Regions from separate parts of the Callithrix jacchus genome. Here region 1 is linked to region 2. Evidence: chromatin contacts called from public Hi-C data. All regions are on one chromosome and are shown on one strand. Each heading gives the region's core, a stretch centred on a gene start, on an enhancer-like site or on the middle of the called end of the contact. The rest is flanking DNA. Distances are from core to core; before and after follow the strand shown.

Evidence for each region. Hi-C and Micro-C count contacts between places; a contact is called where the count stands out from the background.
Region 1: a contact with region 2 is called in a Hi-C map of skeletal muscle, with 4 times the contacts expected there. The contact joins the enhancer-like site here to the promoter of KCNMA1 in region 2. A contact is called at or near these places in 2 of 3 Hi-C or Micro-C datasets (both in skeletal muscle).

Annotation. Positions count from the first base shown.
Region 1 is chr12:52,940,495-52,945,862 of calJac240_pri, reverse strand. All of the region lies in intron 3 of KCNMA1 (potassium calcium-activated channel subfamily M alpha 1), which reads right to left. Among named protein-coding and RNA genes, the nearest start is that of KCNMA1, 390 kb to the right of the region's middle. Within about 2 kb of position 2,707, at least 1 of the 16 cell types and tissues checked has an H3K27ac peak or open chromatin away from gene starts, as enhancers often do. A contact at or near this core is called in skeletal muscle, where this site is marked.
Region 2 is chr12:52,546,365-52,551,751 of calJac240_pri, reverse strand. KCNMA1 (potassium calcium-activated channel subfamily M alpha 1) reads right to left here and starts at 2,586. Exons shown (of 29, transcript XM_078345518.1): 1 at 1,358-2,586. The coding sequence starts at 1,723.

The DNA.
Region 1 (5,368 bases), core at 1,458-3,957, 390 kb before region 2:
GAGGTATTTTACTTGGCCTGCAAGTACTTTAAGAGTTTTGGATTTGAGGCCAATATTTTTAAATTGGAGATTCAATATAAAATCCAGTATTCTCTCTCCTCTTTGAAACATAGGAAGATCTGGCCACGAGAGCCTGCACGTCTGCATAGGAACAGTCACCTGGACCTGGAAAGCCACTTTAGTTGAGGTTTCAGACCTCACTGTAGCCCTCACCAGATCCTCACTCATTTCCAGCATCTTCGCTCCCCATCCAGCTGAATTTTCAAATTTCTGATGAAGACAATATTAGTTTGTACTGTTGCACTCTCAGCAAACAGATCTCTTAAACCAGCAATACTTATTGTCAGATAAAAGAATGGAAAAGGCACATGCTTTTCCAAAACTCAGGAGAAAAGCAAGATTATTAAGCTGTCTTAATATATTTGTTGTGTCCATTGTTTTGAATGCTGAGTTGCTGAAGTGCATATCTCCCAAAGCCAAGTTATCAGACGGGGCTTAAAATAAAATGTTTATTTTTATTTTGTCATTTGAAACAATTAGACCACATTGAAGGGGTGTAATACAAGGCATCTGTCTCTGAGCATATTTTCTTATCTGTGAAAATTTCCAGAAGGATGGGGCTGTCAGAAAGAAAGAAATAGAGCCAATTTCTCCAGCAGGCAGGGCTGGCATAGTGCCTGGGGCCCCTGTACTTATGGGGCACACACACACAAAAAAATCTAAATTTTAACTTTTTTAAAATCAGAAGAAAATAAATAAATATAATAATAAATAATCATAATAATGAATCCAGGCTGAGCACAATGGCTTACACCTGCAATCTCAATACTTTGGGAGACTTAGGTGGGAGGGTTGCTTGAGCATGGGAGCTTGAAACCAGTCTGGGCAACACAGTGAGACCCCATCTCTACACGAAAAATTTTTTTTAATTAGCTGGGCATGATGGTGCCCACCTGTAGTCCCAGCTACTCTGAAAGCTGAAGCAGGAAGATTACTTGAGCGCTGCAGCCAGAAGTTGCAGTGAGCCATGATTGCACTCCAATCTGGGCAACAGAGTGAGACTCTTTCTCAAAAAAGAAAAAAGAAAAAAAAAAAGCCAGCCGTGGTGGTACATTCCTGTAATCCCAACTACTCAGGAGGCTGAGACCAAAAGATAGCTTGAGCCAAGGAGGTCAAGGTTAGAGCGAGCTATGATCATGCCAGTTACACTACAGCCTGAGTGACAGAGTGAGACTGTGTCTCTAAAAACAATAATAAATCCAGCCTGGTTTATATTCATCCTTAGATGAATGCAGCCACAAAATAAAACTTTTAATATTCTTAGGGAAGAATTGGCTCGACGAGGCCTACATACCTAGAGCCCATGGAAATCGCAACACGGAGCTGGGGGCAAATGCTGGTCTTCAGACCAACATCCATGTCCACACTGTGGCCTGTTTGCGAGCAGCACAAGCTCATTTTACTGCCAGCTTTCCTCCCCATCACACCCTTGTGATGCTCTGCACGTAACAAGTTCAGAACAAGGCCCCTGTAAAGCACATCACACACTGACCTGTTTCAAGAAGATGGCTTGGATGCCTTTCAGATACTTCTGGAAATTTCCAAATAAAAATTTCCAAATGTCTTAATCACCTACAATTGGACAGCAGGTATTACTGCCACTGGATAGAGTCTACTTCTCTGATTATTTTATGCCACCCCTGAAGCATTCTCAATCCCTAATCTCAGTGGCTGATTTCAAGGCAAGGTTTTGCTTGACTTAGTGTATATAGAAAATCACAAAGCCCGAGTGCAGGCCACAGTGAGAGTCTCCTCTTGTGGACTCTTAGAGTTGGGGGCAGACTGAGTGTTCTGCCTATTCAACTCAAAATCTCCCCTAGAGCCAAAACATTTTATAGTATCCAGCTATCTTTTCAACCCCTCAACCTTCAGCACTTATGGTTTGCAATGCTCATATTAGTAATTGATATACTGCTTAGTGATGCTTTACTTGTTCTTGTTTTGTTATCTTATTTTTCTTGTATATATGGCTGGACTTCCTGCCTCTTGTAAAAATATGCATCATTTAAATATCTTAATGGAAAAGATCTAACTTTATACATAAGTACTCAAAATCCCCCAGTACCTAGCAAAATGCCTTATACACAGTTGGTACTCAGTGGAGAGCTATTACCTGATTGGTACCTTTAAGGCCACAGGTACAGACAGCTGTCAGTCTCATCTCTGTTACTGTGATGAGCCTAATGGCCAATTCCCCCATGGTCTGCTTCACCACTTAATTTCTTGGCAGGACATGATGTTTCCTACACACACACTCACTCTCTTTCCTCTCTCTCCTCTCTCTCCTCTCTCTCTCTCTCTCTCTCTCTCTGTCTCTGTCTCTTTCTCTCTCTCTCCCCTCCAAATTCTATGAACAAAGATGTATGCATCAAAAAGTCCCAAGGGCATCATTGCTTTGAGAGTTCTATTTTTAAGCCACAAATGACTCATCACCAACCAGGGTCTTCCCAAAGCTACAAGTGTCAGGCTGTCAGGTCAAAAGACAAGGGGTAAAAGACAAGGAAGAGGTCACATCTCCTCCAGCCCATGAACTCCATGATAAAGCTGTAAAAGCTGCCACCGCTCTGCACACCACCCCCCTGCCCCTGTCACAGTTGTGTTAGGCACAAGCACTGCCCTTGTGTTTGGATTAAACTGTTCTGAGCTATAACATTTCGCTCCAGCTGGCTCCTATCCTGATCTCTAAGCAGTCTCTGAATGCATATCTGCCTGTGACTTTAGGGAGAAGACTGGTGCCATGTGACAGGGAGAAGATACAGCCCTCTGGTGGTATAAACTCAGGCTTGTTGCAGAGGACAGAAGTAAGTAGTATGTCTGAAAGGGAATGCATTTTCTTCATTTGCCCTGAAACAATTATTCTTTTAAAAAGAGTAAGAGAGGGCTAAGAGAGTACCAGATTGTCCAAAGCATTCTTTTTAACTTCTGGAGAGTAGCACGAAGGGAATAAATTTTGGAGAGCAGAATAGATAGAGATGTATAGACATAGTTATCAGATAGTATTTCCACAGGGGAAACAAATGAGCAGTTGGATAAAACGTCCTCAGAAGTTATGCATAACGAATTTCAAACAATGTGTTCAGCTCTTCAATATCTGCAGCCCTGTACCCTTCCATAATGGAGCTGAACTCTTAACTCTTACCTGTCCCCACCTCCATGCTGAAATAGTACAGAAAAAGAGAGTGAGACTGTGGGAATGGAGAGAGAGAGAGAGAGAGAGAGAGAGAGAGAGAGAGAGAGAGAGAGAGAGAGAGAGAGAAAGTAGTAGGATCATGAAATCAAGGAATTCAAAGTCTCTTATCAATGAGGATGAAATAAACTAATCCCATGCAGCCACCTGGCTGGATTTTATCTTTTCCACCTGGGATTATGTTTGTTCTTTCCCATGGCCCTAAAGCTTGCCCCATGACAAGGGCCTGGAAGTGCTGAATTGGCATAAAAAGACAATATATGCTTTGCTATTCAATATGTAGGTTATTATGTCTTTATTCATATTTGTATTTAGTAGAAAGAACCCAGGAGATCAAGTAGAAAAGGATTGGGAGAGAAGAGCTCTGTCTTCTGGTTCCAGCTCTGTCCCCCAGCTTGTCAGGTGACCTTGAGGAGCTCCCTCACCCTCATTCCTCAGGAAAGGATGCTGAGACACAGGAACAGTGGCAACAGTTGGGCTCCAGGACTTCTTTCACTCTAACATTGTATTCTACAGTTGTCTTTTGTAGCAGACCTGAAAGGTTCAGCCCAGTCCTTCCTCCCTCTCCCAGCATAGTCCTTGATTTGCCCAATGAAATGCCAAAGATAAGGAGTTCCCTTAATGCTTCTAGATGTCATTGCCCACAATGCCTAGGTACCCCTTGTGCAATGAGAAATAAGCAAGGACACAGGATTTCCTCACCAATGTAGAAGGGAGAAGGAGGAAGGGCGCTAATGCTCTGAACTTTGACATAAATAAAACCAATCTGTTTGACAACCAAAGAACAGATCCTGCCCTCAAAATCTACCCAATGGAGACAAGGACGTATATAGAAGTCGACTCTCTTCCTTGGCATACTCTCCACCTGTCTTCTCTACCAGGCTTTCATTCGATTCATGAACAAATGGCAATGTGGAAGGCTAGATGAGCTAGGAAGACTGAGTTAGAGTTACTCTCATATCAGAGAACCAAGTGTTGCTATTAAAGGGTAAAATCTGAAGGGGGACAAGGACTTCCCACTGGAGTTATTTATAGCCTCTTTGCCCTTAAGGCATCTCCTCTCCCACCATCCCTCAGTGGGCTCAGCTCCTCCACCATCTGACATTTCATTCTTTCAACAGCTGCTGGCTCTCCTGTCATGTTCCCTTCACAGATGTGCAGGGCCGTTCTGAACATCCTGCCCTTGAACTTTCCCTATCCATAATTTTCCAAACCAAAGCCTGGCAATAAAAATGTCAGTGAGGGATGGAGAAAATTGAGGGGAGTATTTTAAAAGGAAAAAAACCAGGGAGATGCTTTGCACACACAGTGATATGTGTTGACTTCTTCAACAAAGGTTAAATGCAAGCCGTGACTTCTCAAAAAGGGCACGAAGGCGGAGAGCTGGAGCTAATTTTCCAGAACACTACCTAGAAAGGCTGTGTTCCATAAAGGAATTGGTTACACAGTATGCTGGTGAGCTTCCTTCTCTATGTCATGGGCTGTCCATCTGGTCGCACTGCAGGATGGGGTGTGCTAAAGGGGATAGGGAAAGCTGGTATGCATCGTCCTTTACAATTTAAAATGCACTGTCATGAAAGGGATGGGATCTGTGCTAGCCTCACAGCTCTCCCAGGTGTCTGTCTTGGGGCTGAGCATGGGAGAGGCAGTGGGTCTACACCTGTACCCAGTTAGTTAAAACAATGTTGGAGAAGGAAGCCAGATACTTTATGTCATTTCAAAAACCTCCATCCTATGTGGCCTCCATTCTTTGGGGCCAAACTTTCCTGAAGTCCATTAGTTTGATAATAGCAATTCTCTAGGCATATAAATATTGTGCAACATAATGCAAAACTATAATAAATCGACTAATTCTGCAACTCTCTAAAAGAGATAAAAGAATGTATCTCATGGGAAACAGCATTTCTCATATCTATTTCAGTATGCCAAATCACAGGTACAGACTAGGTAAGGGGAGGAAGACCAAAGAGTCTTTCTACTCAGAAAGACACCCCTAGGTGGTAGAAGCTCATGAGAAACAAGCAACTGTCCTTGTTCTTTGTTCACTTGATCCTATCCCATTGCAAAATGCTGCCACTCTACTGAGATAAAAGAGAAGTATGTCTTATTAAGCCATTATGA
Region 2 (5,387 bases), core at 1,337-3,836:
TAACGATCAGGAGAGAGAGCCTCGGTTCCCCCTGGTGTTTTCATAGCCAGCCTTCACCCATAGCCCCTGACTTCCCTACTTCTCTCAGCCCCCAAGGAGGCTTCTACAAGTTGCTGTGCCCTATGGAAGTTTGAGGGGGTCCTCAGATTAACCTTAGTAGAAAAGATGTGAACATGTGGGGACTGCGATGTGCATCCACCTTGCACTATTCACCTGGATATCCCTTCCCTCCAAAACGGTTAGTGCTGTGAAGTCCCATCGGATGGGAATTCCTCAGAAAGAAGGCAGCTGGGTCACTCTCTTTTTTCCAGTTCGTTCTTCTTTATTCTGCAATTTTCTATCAAACACCATCGGGTCCCCCATTCCAGCCAGCGGCTACGGGGAAGGGAGGACATCTCTAGGGACACGAGTACAGACCAGGCAGTGAGCCTAGCAACCATACATCGAAGGTGTCGCGTATGCTGGTGGGCGTCGGCGCCAGGAATAGCTAAAGCCGACGACATCTAGCCACCTCGAGCGCCAGGGAAGAAACTCCGCGTAAAACCGCGGCCTCAGGCGGACCCCCGCTCCAGCTTCGCGCTGCTGGGCATTTCCGGGGACCCAAAGTGGGTGGCCTGGGGGCAAAGGAACAGAGGCTGAAGAACTTGGCGTATGTTCCACTAGAACACCTAAGGGACGGAGTGGGAGGTGACAACAGATTTGCGACCTCGACACGTTCTGAATGTGGCAGCCTCATGGGCTGCCCCCAATACTGGGATGGATCTCCCCAACTTCTCTCGCCCTCGAAGTCCCCCCACTACCTCGGGCCATGCTCCTCCCCCGGGATTCCCTTGTGCAAAATTATTCTCGCCCCTGCCCAAAGAATTTTCTTTTCTATCTGATCCCACAAACTCATTTCCCCAACAGGTTCCTAAAGTATGGGCGGATGTGCTCCCTCTCGCCCACCGACAGGAGCCGTGACCCGACAGGTGAGCGGTGCAGAACACGCACCCAGCGGCCCCCAGCTTCCTCCGTCCAAGCGGGGTTGGCTCTCCCCACCCCGCACCACGGCACCCGAGCCCGAGGGTCCCCCACCCCTGCCCCAGCCGCAGCCAACAACCCTACAATAAACAAGAAGACAGGATTGGGCATCCGCGTCCGGGAGCGCACTGGCTGGGGGCAACTCCTCACCCTCGGCGCGCCGCCCGCTGCCCGGATCCGAGAGCACCGGGAGAGCGGAGGAAAGGGAAGGCGGCCGGGGGAAGGCAGGCGGGATGAAGGGAGGCACGGCGCGGCACCGAGCGAGGAGGTGGGCTGCAGGGGAAGCCGAGAAACGGCGGAGCTGGCGCAGAGGGCGGGCGCCCGGGGCGCGCGTTACCTTCGTCTTGCCCCCGCAGTGGCAGCACACGGTCCACAGGTACTTGAGCGTCCGCCAGAGCAAGATGATGAAAAGGCCCCCGAAGAAAGTCACCATGGAGGAGGCTAGGAAAGCCCACCACATGCGTTGGCCCCGGCTGTCGCACGGCACCTCCATGGTCACCGGGATGATGAGCGCATCCATCTTGGGCTCGTGGACCGAGGACGAGGAGGAAGAGGAGGAGGAAGAAGAAGAGGAAGAGGAGGAGGAGGACGCGTCTAGGCTGAGATGGTTCGCGTGGATATTGCTACTCATTCTAAGACTGCTGCCTCCGCCGCCGCCGCCGCCGCCGCTGTTGCCGCCGCCGCCGCCGCCACCATTTGCCATAGCTAGCAACGGGCAGCCGGCGCAGGGGCTCGGGGGAGCTCCTCCCGCCGCCAGCGCCACCCCGAACACCCATCAACAGCCATATTGCTGCTACTGCTGCCGCCGCTGCCGCCGCGGAGCGCGGGAGGGGGGCGGGGAGGCGCCTGGGCTCGGGGCGCTGTGCGCGACCTGGCGGGGTGCGCCGAGATATATACAGCGAGCCGCCGCCGCCCGCCCTCCCCCCGGCCGCCGGCCCGCCCGGGGGGGAGGGGGATGGAGCGCGCGGGCAGCTCCCCCTCCCCGGCCCGCGCCCCGCTAGCCCCGGGTTGCGCTGGCCCCGAGCGCCGAGAGCCAGGGGGCGCCGCGGGCCGCCCGCGCCCGGGGTCTGCGCCGCCCCCGGGCCCGCCCTGGCTCCTCGCGCGGGCCCGGGTGTCCTCGGCGCCGCGCCGCCTGCTGTGCGCCACTGGTGTGCGCTGCGCTCCGGCCGGGGACCCCCCTTCCCCGCGCGCCTCCCGCAAGGCTAACGAGCCGCTCTAGGCTTATTAGGCGGCAACTCGTTAATAATGGATAATCGGCCCCCTCAGCCCGGGCGCCCCCACCCCAGCCCTCCTCCCCCGGGCTGCTCTCGGCTCTGGCTTGCCGCCCCAGTGCGCGCCCGGCCGCGGCAGGTTCACCGCGTCCGGCCGCCGGGCCGTGGCCGCCTGCTAGCCCATGCTCCCGGGACCCCCGAGTCCTGTCGCCACGCTGGCAAGCGTCCTCGGCCTCGGCTCGCTCTTCCTCCTCGCCGCCTCCGACTCCTCCTCGTCCCCGTCCTTGCCGCCAGAGCCTCTTCGGCGCGCGCCCCGCGCTCCCCTCAGCCGCCAGCAGCTGCAGCTGCAGCAACTGGAGCGGGCGCGGGCTCTGGACGCCCGAGGCGGGAGGGGAAGAGGCTCGCCGCGCTAGTTCGCCTGGGCTCCGGACTGGGCACGGGCGGGCAGGGCCCCACCGCAGCTGCCTGACAGGCTCCCCAGACTCCCAGGGCGCAAGGTAGAGCGCCCCCAGCCCAGGTGCAGGGCCAGACGCCTCTCTCCAAAGTGCTGCGCCCCCAACCGAGCGCGGTGGGGTACCCCAGGAGGATGGCGGGGCGCCCTGGGCAGGCCGTTTTTTCCCAAAGAGCCCCAGAGGGGAGGGAAGGAGTGGCCATATGTCAACTAGATTCCACAGGCTGAGCGCCCCAGAACTTTCGGGCTTCGGGAGTGAGGAGGACCCTACGCCAGGATACACACAGCTACCCACCCCTACTTCGCTCTTCTCCCTGCTTCCTATGTGCCCAGTGTCCCGCGTGTGGTTGGAGGGCAGGGTCAGGGAGGCCGGCGGGTGGTCTGTGGCCTCTGACAGCAGCAGGTGGTTTTCTCCTTTTCCTTTATTAGCGACAAAGGCTGCCCAATAGAGAGTAGGCAGAGATCATCAGGGCGAGCTGGCTGGGGTCGTGCAGGCCGGATAGACAACAGAGTTCCCTAAAGGGTTGCTTTCCTCTTGTATAGTCCCGGACTTCATCCATCATGTGAGGAGGACAGATGGGGGAAGGGGGACTTCAGGCTTCATTCCAGCTCACTGCTCCCTATTTAGGGTCTTCCCTTTTCCCACTTAAGATGAAGAAGTCCGTGTTTGTTCCTTAGCCTCTCTCAGTACACCACCCGGGGAATCCCCCTTCCGACACTTGCAGAAATTTTGCACCCCCTGGACACTGTCCCTCCTCGTGCTACCAGCTGGACCACAAGTTTTCCCAGCGCTGATTAAATTGAAGATGATCACGCTCTCCCCTCATTGCTGCAGTGGTTTCCCCAAAGTTTCCAGCTCTTTAGTTTAGGCCTAACTGGAATTCTCAGGTTCCTTTCAGCTCTTCCCGTGGAAAAGGCCCAAGTTAGCATCCTTAGCTTTACACCTGCAGCTGTCTCCTCGGAGTCTGATCAGCTCTGCCCTTGTCCTTGGAGGTCTCTGGAAGGAAGAGCGGCAAGGGAGGCTGAGCTTGGCAAAGAGGCTGAAGACAATGTTTGAAGCCTCCCTCTTGCTTGATTCAGAATGCATTCATTGGGTTTAGGGTACACTTCCACTAAGAGTCAAGGCACAAGTCGAAGGAGAAAATGGAATGAGGTAAGAGTTCTTGAGTACTTAGTTCTCAAAAAGCAGTATATGTAGGAGGGAGCTGCAGAGAGTGTTCTCCAGAAAATGGAATTGTGTGAGCCTCCTCTCTGTACCGTCCCATAGTACCTCCAACCTTGGCCTCTGTGTTCAGCCACTCTAAATGCATCCCTGCCACACCAGTCCCAAGCATGCAGAGGCCCTAGGGCTGAGGGAGCTGGACCCAGGAGTGCTGTGGGGATGCACAAGAAGGTGACTGTGGCATTGAGGTTCCTTTATTTATTAGCCTTCTCAGTGGCTGTACTTTGCTGTCTTTGTACCATATCATATGCCAAGAAAGTTAAGGACATTCCTTAAATCAAGGCCAAGATTCGAAATTTAAAAATAAGGCACTCAGAACATACAAAGAGTAGCAAAGGATAGGGCTGTCTCCTCAGTGGGATATGAAACCTCCAGAATGGATTCCCTTACCCAAACAATTGAAATTTTGCAAAACAGAAGATGTAGGGCCTTTTCAGACATCCCCTACAGCCTGGATTCCCCTGAAATGCTAGTCTGTAGCTACTGGTAAGCAGCTGATGGCTTTGGCTTCTGTAACCCCAGCTGCAGAATCCATAGCTTTTTCTCCTCCTTCATCACCTTCATCACCTCAGCATCTTTGGAGAGGGTGTTGGGAGGCCCCTCAGATGGGGGCTGCTGCTTCTGCTTCCTTCATCACCCCTGCCTCTGCTGATTGAAGCTCTTAGCAAGCTGCAGAATCCATAGCTTTTTCTCCTCCTTCATCACCTTCATCACCTCAGCATCTTTGGAGAGGGTGTTGGGAGGCCCCTCAGATGGGGGCTGCTGCTTCTGCTTCCTTCATCACCCCTGCCTCTGCTGATTGAAGCTCTTAGCAACTTCTACACTATCCAAGATCTCGGCTCAGGATTCATCAGAGAACATTGTTGAAGTCAGTGTTTTCCCCCTTCCTACAATCCCCAGTCTCTCACCACCTCCCTGAATGGCCTAGCTGGTAGGCACTGAGAGAGTGCCACCATCCACCAGAAACAGACATTGCCAGACCTTTGCCCAGTTCTCTCTGGCCATTTCCACATTGTTAACAAAGTTTTGCACCACTTCCAGAAAACTTGGCACCTGGCATTACCAATCGAGGAAAAGCCTCTGCACAGACAAAATGGAATCTCAAACTTAAAAGGAAACGTAGGTATCTTTGATATGATGTGTTTCTTATTTATACAATCAAAATAAAACCAGAAACTGCCCTGCCTACCTCTAAGGGTTATGTGTGAGGATGAAAAAAAAAGGCTGGGTGTGGTGGCTCACGCCTGTAATCCCACCACTTTGGGGGATTGAGACAGGTTGATAACCTGAGGTCAGGAGTTTGAGACAAGCCTGGCCAAAAGGGTAAAACCCCATCTCTGCTAATAATACAAAAATTAACTGGGCATGGTATCACATGCCTGTAATCCTAGCTACTTGGGAGGCTGAGGCATGAGAATCGCTTTAACCTAGGAGGCGGAGGTTGCAGTGAGCACCACTGCACTCCAGCCTGGGTGACAGAGTG